2 separate regions of the Mus musculus genome follow, and region 2 is linked to region 1. Evidence: chromatin contacts called from public Hi-C data. All regions are on one chromosome and are shown on one strand. Each heading gives the region's core, a stretch centred on a gene start, on an enhancer-like site or on the middle of the called end of the contact. The rest is flanking DNA. Distances are from core to core; before and after follow the strand shown. Region 1 overlaps Cdk14 (cyclin-dependent kinase 14). Region 2 overlaps Cdk14 (cyclin-dependent kinase 14).

The links. Hi-C and Micro-C count contacts between places; a contact is called where the count stands out from the background.
Region 2: a contact with region 1 is called in a Hi-C map of muscle stem cells, with 2.4 times the contacts expected there. The contact joins two enhancer-like sites. A contact is called at or near these places in 2 of 39 promoter capture datasets (the 3T3-L1 cell line and liver), 7 of 484 Hi-C or Micro-C datasets (the AtT-20 cell line, the C2C12 cell line, the HL-1 cell line and 4 more) and 1 of 115 datasets of contacts at active chromatin or transcription factors (fibro-adipogenic progenitors).

The regions. Positions count from the first base shown.
Region 1 is chr5:4,959,045-4,965,571 of GRCm38.p6, forward strand. The region is part of intron 10 of Cdk14 (cyclin-dependent kinase 14); the gene reads right to left. Among named protein-coding and RNA genes, the nearest start is that of Fzd1, 200 kb to the left of the region's middle. Within about 2 kb of position 3,122, at least 38 of the 459 cell types and tissues checked have an H3K27ac peak or open chromatin away from gene starts, as enhancers often do. A contact at or near this core is called in muscle stem cells, where this site is marked.
Region 2 is chr5:5,112,017-5,118,543 of GRCm38.p6, forward strand. The region is part of intron 6 of Cdk14 (cyclin-dependent kinase 14); the gene reads right to left. Among named protein-coding and RNA genes, the nearest start is that of Gm30151, 260 kb to the right of the region's middle. Within about 2 kb of position 3,280, at least 7 of the 459 cell types and tissues checked have an H3K27ac peak or open chromatin away from gene starts, as enhancers often do. A contact at or near this core is called in muscle stem cells, where this site is marked.

The DNA.
Region 1 (6,527 bases), core at 1,872-4,371:
GAGGAGGGGAGAGCAATACTGAGTCCATCAATAGTGAGATACCCCTAGAAAGGAACTACAGGGTAGGTGGCTTTCAGGACAAAATGCTAGGAAGGAGCATATTTGGTTCTACCCTGCACACATAGAGGAGGTGACTGGGGACTCCTCAGGACTGCCCCCAGAGCAGAGCAAATGCATATAAAGATGGGACAGGAGTCTCTACACTGTTTTAAACTTCTTTGCTTGCTATTTTTATACACATCTCAATCACATTAATGTTACTTTCATTATACGTTATGATTTTAGTGTCCCTGTATGGTCTTAAATATATTCATTTTTCTCCTTCTCTTGACACCCACTTACTCGCTAAGCCCAGGATCTCCCCGGAACCTATGTGTCATCATCCTTACCTTATTTCAAGTTATACATCCACACTCCTAACTGGTCTTTTGAAAATCAGACTTGATCAACTGTTACTCTGTGAGTCAAAAGCTTCACACTGTGGCCAAACCCCGTCTCCCCTGACACACTTAAGCTGCTGGCTGAGGCCTGCAGAACCCCCTTCTCCGCTTATCTAATTGTTTACACATTCTTGTCCCTTCATACTCTCCCACTGGTCCTTCAGTGCCTGCATCTGGCACATTCTCCCGTTAGCCACACAATGTTCCCACATGCAGTTCTGAAGTCTGGACATCTGTGCCCTCTCCATGTAATTAGCTGCTAATTAATTTTTCAGTCCTGTGTTGAAACCTTGTTCTCAGGTCAAGTCCCACGACCTGTGCACCAGGGCAGGATTCCTGTCATACGCAACACCACAGCTTCATAGCAACTGCCACAGATTAAATTTTAGCAAGTGTTTACTTTGCACTCTGATTTCTTTGTTTGTTTTCTCTTTTACTTTCTATTTCTTTTGCCTATCAAGTCTACGGCATAAAGTGGGCACTAAATATCTATTGAATAAACTACATAGACTTGAACTGGTATCAGGAGGAGCCCATGACTGAACTCAGTCGCCTTCAAAATAAAGGCTGTACAAGGTGTGTGTTTCCCATGCTATTTAACTCTGTACTCCTAAAGAACAGAAACGAATGCTCTCGTTTCCTTCTAAAAACCGGACAGCCAGGTGACTGAAGAGAAAGGCTGCGTACAGGGCTCCAGGGAAGAAGGTTTAGTACGTGTCCACACTTGTCCACAAAGAGCATCCACCTTCCATCGCCTGAGTGTCATCGCCACGTGAAATGCAGGACAGGACCACTAAGGCTGTCCCTTTACATAGGGGACTAGGTGAAGCCAAGAATTCCTATGAAATTACTCTAAACATGACAAAGTTCATCCCGTGAGAAATTCATTGATTATATTTTACACAAACTGCAAATGCAATGGGCCCTCTTTCTGAATGCAGTGGCAAGGAGCTGCACTGTAACTTGCGCAGTGTATGTCACCTTTAGCGTAGTTGGTTGTTATTCCCTGATGCACCTTGCTGCCCCCGAGAAGCACAGGGAAAGGCTGCTGAGCTACAAAGTGGCTCAGTTCAAGAGCAGATCACTTGGCAAGGAAGACAACGGTCTTGGTCTCAAGAGCTGAACTTCCTGGCTCCCAGAGGACCGGGAAGTCTCCAGGAATCCCCTTTGTCATTCTTTCCCTTTCAGCACACACATATATGAAAATGTGTCTGGGCGGGTATGTATCGTGTAAGTGTACCCATATATACACACCAGCCCCCTCTTCAGCATTTCATCAGTGACTTGACGTGGAAATAGAGGAATTGTGTAGCTGGCCTTTGCTACTTTGTGGGTTCTTCTTTTTTCCACCCTTTATCCCCTCGGTTTCACTCCCTAATACTAGATAGGAGAGAAACAAGGATAGAATAAAAAGAAAGCCCTGCATCTAACTTATTTCTTTGGTTTTTCTTTGGCTATGGCTACTAACAAGCCTCAACCAACCTCCCTTAATGACCAACTACCACCTCCCCTGCATCTCGGGAGCCTAGCATCTATGCATCTTCTGGAAACTTCCCAGAATTCCAAAGGTTACACAACTGCAGAAAATTATCTGCAGTTGTCAAGACCACACTTCTGTTAGCGCACTGGGCAAGTCATAGTCAGCTGCTGTGGATAACGAAGCAGCCCCACACCCCTACACCAGGGATTAAAACAAAAGCACATTCTTATAATATTTCTGTATTTTCAAAAGAAACCAAAATCCCAGAATTCTCAAAAAATGTCACTACAGAGCTGTTTTACACTTTTAGATGAACAGAGCAGAGGAGGTTGGTGGGCTGGGGATATAGCTCAGGGTGTGCAGTATGCACTCAGCATGCACAAGACCCTAGCTTAAATCACAAATGCCCCCCAAAGTGGTGAGGGTGCTTAATATTTAGCAAAGCAGAAACAACTGTCCACCCAGTGCAGCGGAAGCTGGCGACAATACGCGTAAAGGCCAGGCCTCATGCTCTACTCAGTGCTCCATGATGGAAAGAGACATAAGCTACACTAAAAACAAAAGCCCATGCTGAGCCCCTGATGCTTGCACTTGGTATCCACACTGAACATGGGAGTGGCCAGCGACTTTTTCTAATCAAATGAATACAAGGAAGGTAAGATCTCAATTGTTGGGTCAGTTGATAACTCCCATTGGGTTAAAAGTCCTATTTGCTTACTGGCTTTTTGGAAGCAAACAGCTATGGTCGGAAGATTTAGAGACAAGAAGCTGTGGTTGACCTAAGCCAACAGCCAGCAAAAAGCCTAGCCAGTCATCACTCCAATAGCCAGCTGGAAACTGTTTCCAGCAACCACATGAACTTGGATGTCTACCCTTATCCAGTTACCTTAGTTAAACTTGCAAGCCCTAGCAGATTCATTGATTGTATCTTTGTGAAATCAGGAAGCAGAGGAAACATCTTGTCCAAGTCTGGAAACTCCCAACCCACAGAAATTTTGAGGCAATAATCATGCATTGATTTGGTAAGATTTTGGTGATGCTGTTACACAGCAAAGAAGAGCTTGGGCTGTGTCTGGTGTGAGGAATATGGCAGTAGGAGATCCTGCACAGGAAAATGACTGAAGAAAGAAAAGGCAGAGAGCATTACATAGAAACGACCAGTAGGGGGAGCCTAGAGACCGAGCAGTAAAAGCTGCCTAAGCACGGGCCTCAGACAGGGGCTGGAATTACTCGCTGGAGGCTCAGCTGCACTGGATTGAAAGGGAGGATGTTTCCAAATATTTGCAGTGTTTTCACCATGGCCAACGTCTAGATGGAAAGGAACCCGAGTAAGGAAGTAAGTGCAGCTTCTGGAAACTGCGCAGTACAGAATCAGATAGCAATGGTGAGGCTCAGCAGAGCTGGCCACACCACGGACTCCTCTATAAGCATGGAGAAAATATCCATTAAAACAACAAGACAAAGGAGACTATGAAGATATCCATGCAAGTATGGGGACTTGGCATGTGCTGGGAAGGCAGAGACACGTAATCCCTGAGGACTGCTAGGCGAGCTGTACAGGCGAGCTGGCGAGCTCCGGTCTTAGTGAGAGACGCTGTCTCCACCTACAAGGTAGAGACCGAGGAATGACAGTCAACATCTACCTTTGTCTGTTATGCCCATGTGAACACATGTATACATGCAATCATGTACATGCGCATATACACAGATGCACAAACAGATCAAAATGAAGGAGAGAGCTGAGGAAATATCTCCGTTAGCAAAGTACTCGCTATGTGAACATGACGACATGAGTTAGATCCCAAAACCCAGTTAGATGTGGTAGTTCCATGTTTGTAATCTCTGTGCCAGGGAGGCAGGAACAGGAGGCGAGATCCCTTGGGCTTGCTGGCCAGCCAGTCTGGTTTGCCTGAGTTCCAGAGACAGACCATGTCTCAAAACTCCAAGGTGGAAGATTCCTGAGGAATAACAATTGAGGTCCTCTGGCCTCCACACGTACACGTACACGTACACACATGAACGAAGTACACACATGAACGTGTACCAATGCATAAACTGCACACACTTGTGCGTGTGCACATGCTCTCTCTCTTGTGTACACACACACACACACACACACACCCCAAAATATTTACTGAGATATTCACACTCCAAACAATCACTTTAACTGGCCCAAAGGAGAGCAAAGATATGTCAACTATCCTAAACTCACAGATAATATGCTAGGCCTGGGGCCTCTGACTGCCCCAGTCTAACTACCTAACCCACCCTCAGGGGCTTCTGATAAATGACTTGTAGATTTGATTGATTGCCTAAGTCTGGGTCCAGAGGCCACAAAAGATTTGCAGAAGAGAGACCAAACAGCTGTTAGAAAACCCGAGGAGAAACACAACCAACCAACTTAAAAATTATTTCAGAAAATGTCTTGTAGAACCAGAGTCCTCCAACTAGAGCAGCTCACTTAAAATATTTTGTTTCCATCTTCTCCAGTGTCTCCATCTTTCTCTTCCCTGTTGCTTTGAATGCCTGTCTGCTTAAACGGGATGCCCTCACTGCTTCACTGTTGTCTCAGTGACTGCTTTGCAGAGTGAGTGAGTTACTGTAACAGGGCCTCAGACAGGATGAGATGTGCAATGAGATGTGCAGGCAGCAGCCAGTGGGACAGCTCTGCACTGGGGGTGGGGGTGGGGGTTGAGCATAATCTCCATACAAATGCAGCCTGCCCACTGGAGCACCACAGCAGAGCTTCCAAGGGACCCAACAAAAGGATCTGGGGACAGGAGCACTAGATAGGAGCTCGGTTACTCACTATGTATTCCTTCAAGTAGCAGCAGTGTGGGGGCAGGTGGAACTGTGTCACCAGGCAGAAAAACTGGTAAGGTCAAGTTGATGAAGGAACCGGGATTCCTGTCCTGGAACACAGTGACCACCAAGACATCCCACTAAGAGGACCAGGACAACTGGTCAGGTAGCGCAGAGCCCAGAGCTCTCCATACTAATGAGGTATTTAGATGGCTTGGACTTGAGGGCTTAGCTAATAAATACTTTTTGCACGAAGCAAAAAGTATTTAATCTCTGGTCCACTCTGAGTAAGTTGTATACATCCATTTTCTATCATGAATAAACACTTTGGACAAGCAAGGACTCTCCTTCCTCAAAGACCACCAATTGAGGAAGTCTTAGTCAATACAGAGCCATGCTAAGTCTCCTGCTGAAGGCCTCTCTGCACTCCTGACACCCACTCTGGGCTAAGCAGGATTTCCTCCACCCCACTCATCTCAGGCCCATGGTTACCCCCACCCCTCTTTCTCAACTACTTGCAGTTCCTAGCAGCATTTGAGTACCCATGCATTAGAGAACTGCAGCCTGGCCCCAGCCTGCACCGTTTCTCACCCAGAGAAGCTCCGGCCGGGGCCCCTATCTTATGCTATGTTTCACCTCCCCTGAACAGCATGCCCCATGAGCCCAGCACCCAGATGATGGTGAGAAATGAATGTAGCCTCAACCTCTGCACTTCATCTCCCCGAATGGTGTTCACACACCCCAGTGGTGAGGTGACGCGCAGAACCACACAGCATCAGGGTGGCTCTGGAGTTAGAAGCTACAACAGCACAAACGCCAATGGATTCTGAGAGTATGGGTCTGAGAGCCCCTGCTTAGCAAGACTCATTCTAACAACCTGCCACCCTTAAGCTAGAATGCACAAGCAGGGCAGAGGCGGTCATGGCCACGGGTGCACCCTCACCAACATGAGATTATTTGTTCAGACAGCACCTGGGACGAGGGGTGGAGGCAAACTGGAGCTTGCGGCCATGGGCAGCTGGGATAGTTCAGACTTGGGAACTGGCTCTGTGTTTTGCAAATCAGAACTCAACAAATTCCTTCCTTTCCTCTCTGGACCGTTGCTTAGGTAACAGTGCCTCCCAACACTCCTGGACACAAATAGTGACACTGCTCCATGCACTGAAACCCTTTGCTTCAGCTGAGACCAGTTCAATGATAAATGTTAATGTTGATTCGGATCGCCTCAAAGTTCAACATGATAAAGCTGCCAATTGTGAAACACCTATATTCCCAAAACTAGTTTAAAAATATATTTACGGTAATTAGAATGATGTGTCCCCGATTACCCTTGGGCATGTGAATATTTGGTCTCTAGTTGGCTGCTGTTTTTAGTCCACCAGGAGGTATGGTCTTGCTAGAGGAAGTATGGCCCTAGGCGCAGGCTTTGAGGCTTCAAAACATATGTGCTGTTTGCAGTGAGCTCTTTCTGCTTGTTTGTAGCTCAGGATCCAAGTTGTTGGTTGCTGCTCTAGAAGCGTACCCGTCTGCCTGCTGACCCGCTGTCATGGTTCTCTGCTGTGGAGGTGACAGTGTGCTACCTCTTTAGAACCGAAAGCCCCAAATAAACTTTTCCTTCTCAAAGTTGCCTTGGTAAAGGTGTTTTATCACAGCAATAGGACATAAATATAATATTACACACAAAAGCATGTAAACATGAATGCATTATATTCCCATGACTGTAAAATACATAATTGGCACCTTAGAACAAGCTAAATATATTTTCTCCTAGTGTGGGGGCTGTTTCAGTGAGCTGAAATGGAGAT
Region 2 (6,527 bases), core at 2,030-4,529, 150 kb after region 1:
TACATAAAAATTCTTCTTTAATAACTAGGGTGGAACAGCATACTTCTAATTGAATTATACATTTCTTTTTAATCATTTAGCTTATTCTCCTCCTTTTTGGTAATAATAAATCTATGTGTGGCTGCCCATGATTCTGCCTAAATGCTTTCAGCTGTCATTTCTCAACCCGAGATACACGAGCAGCCTGAGGCTGGTGGGTGAACAGGAAATGTTTCCAACCGCATTCCCATCATATACAACCAGCAACCTGAAATATCCCTTCCATTAAAACAAAATGCTATTTGACTTCTGGGAATAGCGTCATACAGAGACAGATCAGACAGCTTCACAAAGGCAGGCAGGCAGACCTCTGCAAGCCGTTTTTCTCTCATAAAAGGAAGGCAGATGTTCATGCTCCAATAGTTTGTGTCTCTAGTAGTTTTAGAATTGTTGAAGGTAACTCTCAAAGTGAAAAGCATTTGTATCGGCGGGAGTCTTAGGAAACGTGTAAGGCAAACTACAGTCATCCTTTTCGAAAGGTGACAATTTAGGAATTCTGTGGAAAACGTCTACAACACATTCTACAGAATGTACTTTGCAGTGGGGTGAAGCTGTGCTGAAGGAGCTCTGCAAAGCCAAGTCACGAAAGGGCGACTGCCTATGCTTCATGCATCACACAGCAAACCATTCAGGGGACTAGACCACATAAGACAATGGAATGGCATCAGCTTCACATAATAACCTTTTAAAAATGTACATTGCACTTTGAGACAAGGTTGAGTTTTTTAAAGGAAAAGTAAAAGCATAAAAATAAAGAGAATGGAATATAGGCAAGGGAGCTGGCCACACAAAGACACATGGCTTAGAAAATGAATTATGGTGAGTGAAATTCAAGTGTATAAAATTTTTCATTTAAAACATATTAATATTAGAACACCTTATGAGAAGGATATTCAATAAACATTGATTTCCCATAAGAATCTGAAAAAAGGAGGTTAAAATTGTTTAATTTTTCTTTTTCTCATGATGTGCCCTAAAGTTAATATTTTTTAAATTAAAAATTATATACTGGAAGTTCTCAGCAGTATAGTTCATTTTCTAAGCCACATATCTCGGTCTGGCCAGCTCCTATACAAGTGCTATCTTAAAGGAGGGAGATAGTTCAATGGATAAAGTGCTTGCCAGAGAAGCATGAGAACCTACACTCAAATTACCAGCACCAACACGAAGAATTTGGGTGAGTCTACCTCTAATACCAATATGGGAAGCAGAGACGGAATCCTAGAGCAAGCTGGCTGGCTAGACTAGATGCACTGGGCACATCTGTGTGGGGTAAGAGACACTGACTTAGTAAAGAAAGCATAGAACAACTAAGGGAGACTCTAGATTTCAACCTCTGGCCTCCAAATGCATGCCTACATATATTGCACATGTACACACACACACACGTATACATGCAAAAGAGAAAAAGAATCTAGAATAGTAGTTAAGAATATCTTAACTCTGAACTCTGAAGCCACTCTGCTAGAAATATTGGAGACCCTAAAATTACAGAGAGCAACAACAACAACAAAAACAAAGGAATTTGAAACAGGGAGAGATCAAAAGGTAGAGAAGAGACCAAGACTAGACAGGAAAACAGTAGTAAATAAAGTGGCCATTCTACAATAATTTTGGTTCAGTTTTGATTCCTTGTTGTTTAGGACTGTAGGGAGACATGATGTTGTCAGGCTGGCTTGGACCTCCAGGATAACTACAACTTCCCAAGTATTAAAGCAACAGTATTGAGTTACCATGACAAGCATGGGATAACTTGCTGGCTACAAAGATGACTAGAAGAGCTACTTCATAAGCTTGCTCTGTTTAGGTAAGATAACCTTTATAGGGAGTTGGTTACAGAAATAAGTGTCTTAGAAAATTAGTTGTGCTGAGGTGCACTTTGAGAGCATATAATACTTAATTTTAAAAATATTAATTTTTGAATAGCTCGTGAGAAGGAGAAAATTAGACTTTGTTGATCCATTTCTTGGGCAAGTCATCTGAAAAGTCTGTGTCACTTTATTAATCTTAAAGGAGTGAAATATTTAAAAATTCATAAGATGAATAAAACATCTTCACTACATAGAAACTTGGTAACAATTATGAGAAAATAGCAAAGAGAGCTAAATTTATGCCAATGTGTTCTTCCTCTTTTTAAGAAAAAGGGACCATTTATAATCCCATTCATATATTTGACCTGCTAATAACACATTTAGGAAAAAAAAGGACAGAGAAGGGTATATTGGAAGCAGTGTTAATATAATTTTCCTAAATACCATAGAATTCTTCCTCATCACCAGAGGAAGGAAGCCTGTAGGCCAAAACTCCAAAATAGGACTAATCAAAAGTCTCATGAACGCAAGAGATGTCTGGAAAAAAAAATCCATTATGTTACAAATACATTTTCTCCCACAATGTAATGTGTTTAGAGAAAGACTTTTGAAGCCTGAAAGACATCAAGACTTAAGGACTGAAGTCTAAAAAATGTGTGTTATGGTCATAAAGGAGGGATCAATTTAGAGTACGTGTGAGTACGTGTAGGTAAAGACCTCTCATCTTTCCCCTCACCTTTTGTTGTTGTTGGGTTGTTGTTGTTGTTGTTATTTTGTTTTTTCATTTGTTTGTTTTTGTATTTGTTTTTTTGCTTTGTTTGTAGCAGGGTCGCACTATATAGCCCAGGATAGCCTGGAACTCAGTATCCAATCCAGACTGGCCTCAAACAATGATCTTCCTACCTCTGACTTCTCAGGGGTGGGTTTACAGATGTTCGCCATGGTACCTAGCAAGAAGTCTGTTTTCCAAATCAGAGTTTGCTTTTTAAATTATTTCAATACATTTAGGGGCAAATGAACTTCAGGTTTCTCAAGTTCTGTGAGTGTAAAAGTGCAAGTCCTTATCTACAGAATATGATGATCAGAGGCAGTGTCATATCTCTCAAAAACTTAAACGTATTGCTTTAAAGCAGTAGCTCTTTCTACAGTGAACATAAAAAAGGCTCTGGTTCACAAAGCATGCAGGAAATCACTTTAATTCTTGCATTCTTAGTATTTCTAGAATTTTCAATGGATTAGAAATTCAGACCCATGTATATCCAAAAAGCAAATCATTGTCCTGCTTGTGATTCAAAAAAAAAAAAGACAAAGGGCAGCTTCTCCCTTCTGCTTCTCTGTTATTTTGTCACTATGATCTCTCCTCGGGGCTGAGGGTGTGTGTGAAATCACAGGAAATCCTATAAAGAAAGCAGCTTCCTTTTTTCCTCAAAGTTTGGACAATACTTGCAGCGACAACTTCCCCAGCATCTGACATATTCAGCAGGAATACTTGATGCTGCTTTAGTGTGAACCTTCAGGTTTTTAGAAGCATAAACAGCCATGGCTAATCTATTATGCTTTTTAGCTCTAATGCCAACCTCTAGTCGGTGAGGTGGAACATTTAATACTCCTCCCTTCTGTTGATCTCGTACAATTTGCCAAATGAGAGGTTGTTGAAAAGATTTCAAGAAAAAAAAAAATAAAACCTCACTGCTTGGTTACAGAACAATTCAGCTGTGCTTTCCTGATTCCAGGGTGAACACATTGGAAAATTTGCCTCTGCCAATTTCAAACATGAATCAAATATACCATAAATAACTTTGTACAGTCATACTGGACAATTTGAGTAAAATATCCCTCAATATTTACTTCAAACTAATTAGTAGGCTTGGCACATGATCAACTCACCATCTGAAACTGGTTATAATTTCTATCAAGGAGATGAGCATAAGAAACATTTGGCAACAAGTGACCACACACACACACACACACACACACACACACACACACACATGGCCCCCAGCGAGAAAATGAAGTTACTGAAATTTAGAAGAGAAAAAACAAGTGACTAATAAAAATATTTGGAAATTATGATGACTCAGATTTATTTTAATAGGAATTTTATATTTATACAAAATTGAAACAACTTCAAAGTTGAGTATGGGATTTTTTATGTTAATGTAGAGGATGTGTTCATTTAAAAGTAGAGTAGACACTTCATAATCATAATTTCTGGTCTTCAATGTCTGTGTGCTCAAAACAATTTAAAACTACAGGTAACATATAATAAGAGTATATGCAAAATGTACATGAATAAACGCTCAAAGGTAACATGCCTGTGAGCATGAATTACAAGTCTTCAAACACAACACGTGGTAGTGCTGCAGTCTCTGGGCTGATGGACAAGGAGTGATGCGTAGCACTTAGCAACTGGCCAAGTTAGACCAAAGCAACAGATAATGATCAGAATTCATTAGCTAAGCAGAGGACATGTCATGCACAAGTTAGATAGTGAAAGACATATAGTCTTCCTAGGAAGAGTAAAATAGTATTTGACACTAGGCAAATCCTATTCAGTATTTTATTCATTAGCAACATGTTAAAACACAGTAAGGGTATTAAATGTGTGTGTGTGTATGTGTGTGTGTGTGTGTTTAATTAAATTTTTAAAACTGATATAAATTCAGTAACTTTAAGAAATGATATATTTTACTTGATTGTTTTTTTAAATTACCTTTTCTCCAAATTTTTGCTATATTCAGACTTTCTGGTACCATGTGTCATGTATTTGGATCCTTAAATCAGAGCTCTATATATTAACTGTAACTTGAAAGGTAACAGTCTATTGATAATCTATTTATAAATTAGTATTTGTAGTTTTCTTGAATGGATGGGTACTTCAAAAAGTAGAAAAACACTATGTTTATTATACAGAAAGAAGGTATATTTAGAACAAAATTATATAAAAGGAACAATGGAAACAAACTAAAAAGGAAAAAAAATGAGCCTAGAAAAAGGAAGTCCAACAGATTTCAGCCAAGGCACTGAGCGCCTTTGAGGGCACCAACACAGTCAGGGTTTTAACCTGTCATTGTCAGGAGCCATCTAGGAAAGGCTAAGCCTAGCAGGTGATTTTACTGAGATACACACTGTTTTGCATAGACTGCAGTGAATGAGCTCTGGAGGCAAGGCCCTAAGAGACTAATCTCAGGATTTATTCTTTTTATTGATATGCTTTCCTGTCATTATTAAATCAATATGACAATCCCTGAGAATGAGCCCACTCTACTGGGCAGATTTTCTGACAATCAATGAAGGTGTTCTGTCTGTAGTGATGCTATATAGACAAATAGATGATTTCTTAATTCCTAACGCTGTAAGAATTCCTTAATTTATACTAGTAATTACTGAGCCCTTTATAATAAGGACTGCAATTAAGGCTCTCTGTGATATTAAAACTGCGATGAGAACTCTGACAGGCTTTACTTGCTATGAGTTATTGTGCTGCTGCGATAGAAAGCAGGCATTGATACAGATTTACAACTTGGGCCATAAAACAATTAACAAAAGGTTGTAAAAGTAACAAAGATTTATTGTAGGTGCAAGAACAGAAGAGAAAAAATGTTGACCGGGATTATCTATACAAAACTCCAATGTTAAATTAGACATAAGAATTATAGTTTTAGACTCACAATTAACCCGTGAAGCTAATAACAGAACATCTAGTTATATAACTACTCTTCAGGGGAACACAGGTAGACATCTCTGTTGCAACTTTTTGTTCAATATATGATTCAAATTTATGTTTGAACTTGTTGTGAACTTTCGGAATATTGTGTGATCTATTCTCCTGAAAGGTACAAAAAACTAGGAATGATGGCATTAGGAGACAGAAGGAGAATAGGTTAGAAGCATTACAGAGATGAGAAGCTGAGCACATGAGAAAAGACAAAAATGAGGAGAAAAATATAAGAGGAACTGAGCAGAAGCAGCAGTATATGGTAAGATATAACTGGTGAGAAGAAAAGAGATGAGACTAAGAAGGGACGGAATGGCTGAGAGAGCAGAAAGTAACAGTCAGGCTTTTCCTACAATGATACAGGTTTTTAAAATTCATTTAGCAATAAAAGGATAGAATCATTTTCTTTCTCTAGCAGTAACTGTTGAAGCTTATATTTTATACAGAATGAGTGAGTTCTTTCTGCACCAATGCTTGCTCTATGGAGCTTTCTCATGACGGCATTTGCTTCACCCACCAAAAATTTATGCATAGGTGAGTATAGGGTTTTTTGTGTGTATGTGTGTGTAAGTATGTAAGTATGAGACAAGTAGCTATCCCCAACAAGAGTATATTAAAGTATGTACGAATACATATGTATGAATGAATGCAAGAGTATATGTGTGTTTATGTGTATTTGCCTGTATAAAAGTTTTTCCTTTTGTGAGTATGACTCTCATCTCCGGGTTCAACAAAAGTTAATTGCTCCAAACCATCGTCCTTCCTTGTCAGTGAGAGGCAAGACTTTTGGTCAAGAGATGAAGGAGCCCTAGCAATTGGCCCTTTACTTAATCCCTGGCTGTTAAGCAACATTATAGAAAGCATCCTCTTCTCTTGCAAGCCCAAGTCTTCCCCCACCAACGCTCTTTCCCCTCAGCTGCTTCAGAGAGGACCCAGAACCAGTGAGCTAAGCTGCCAGC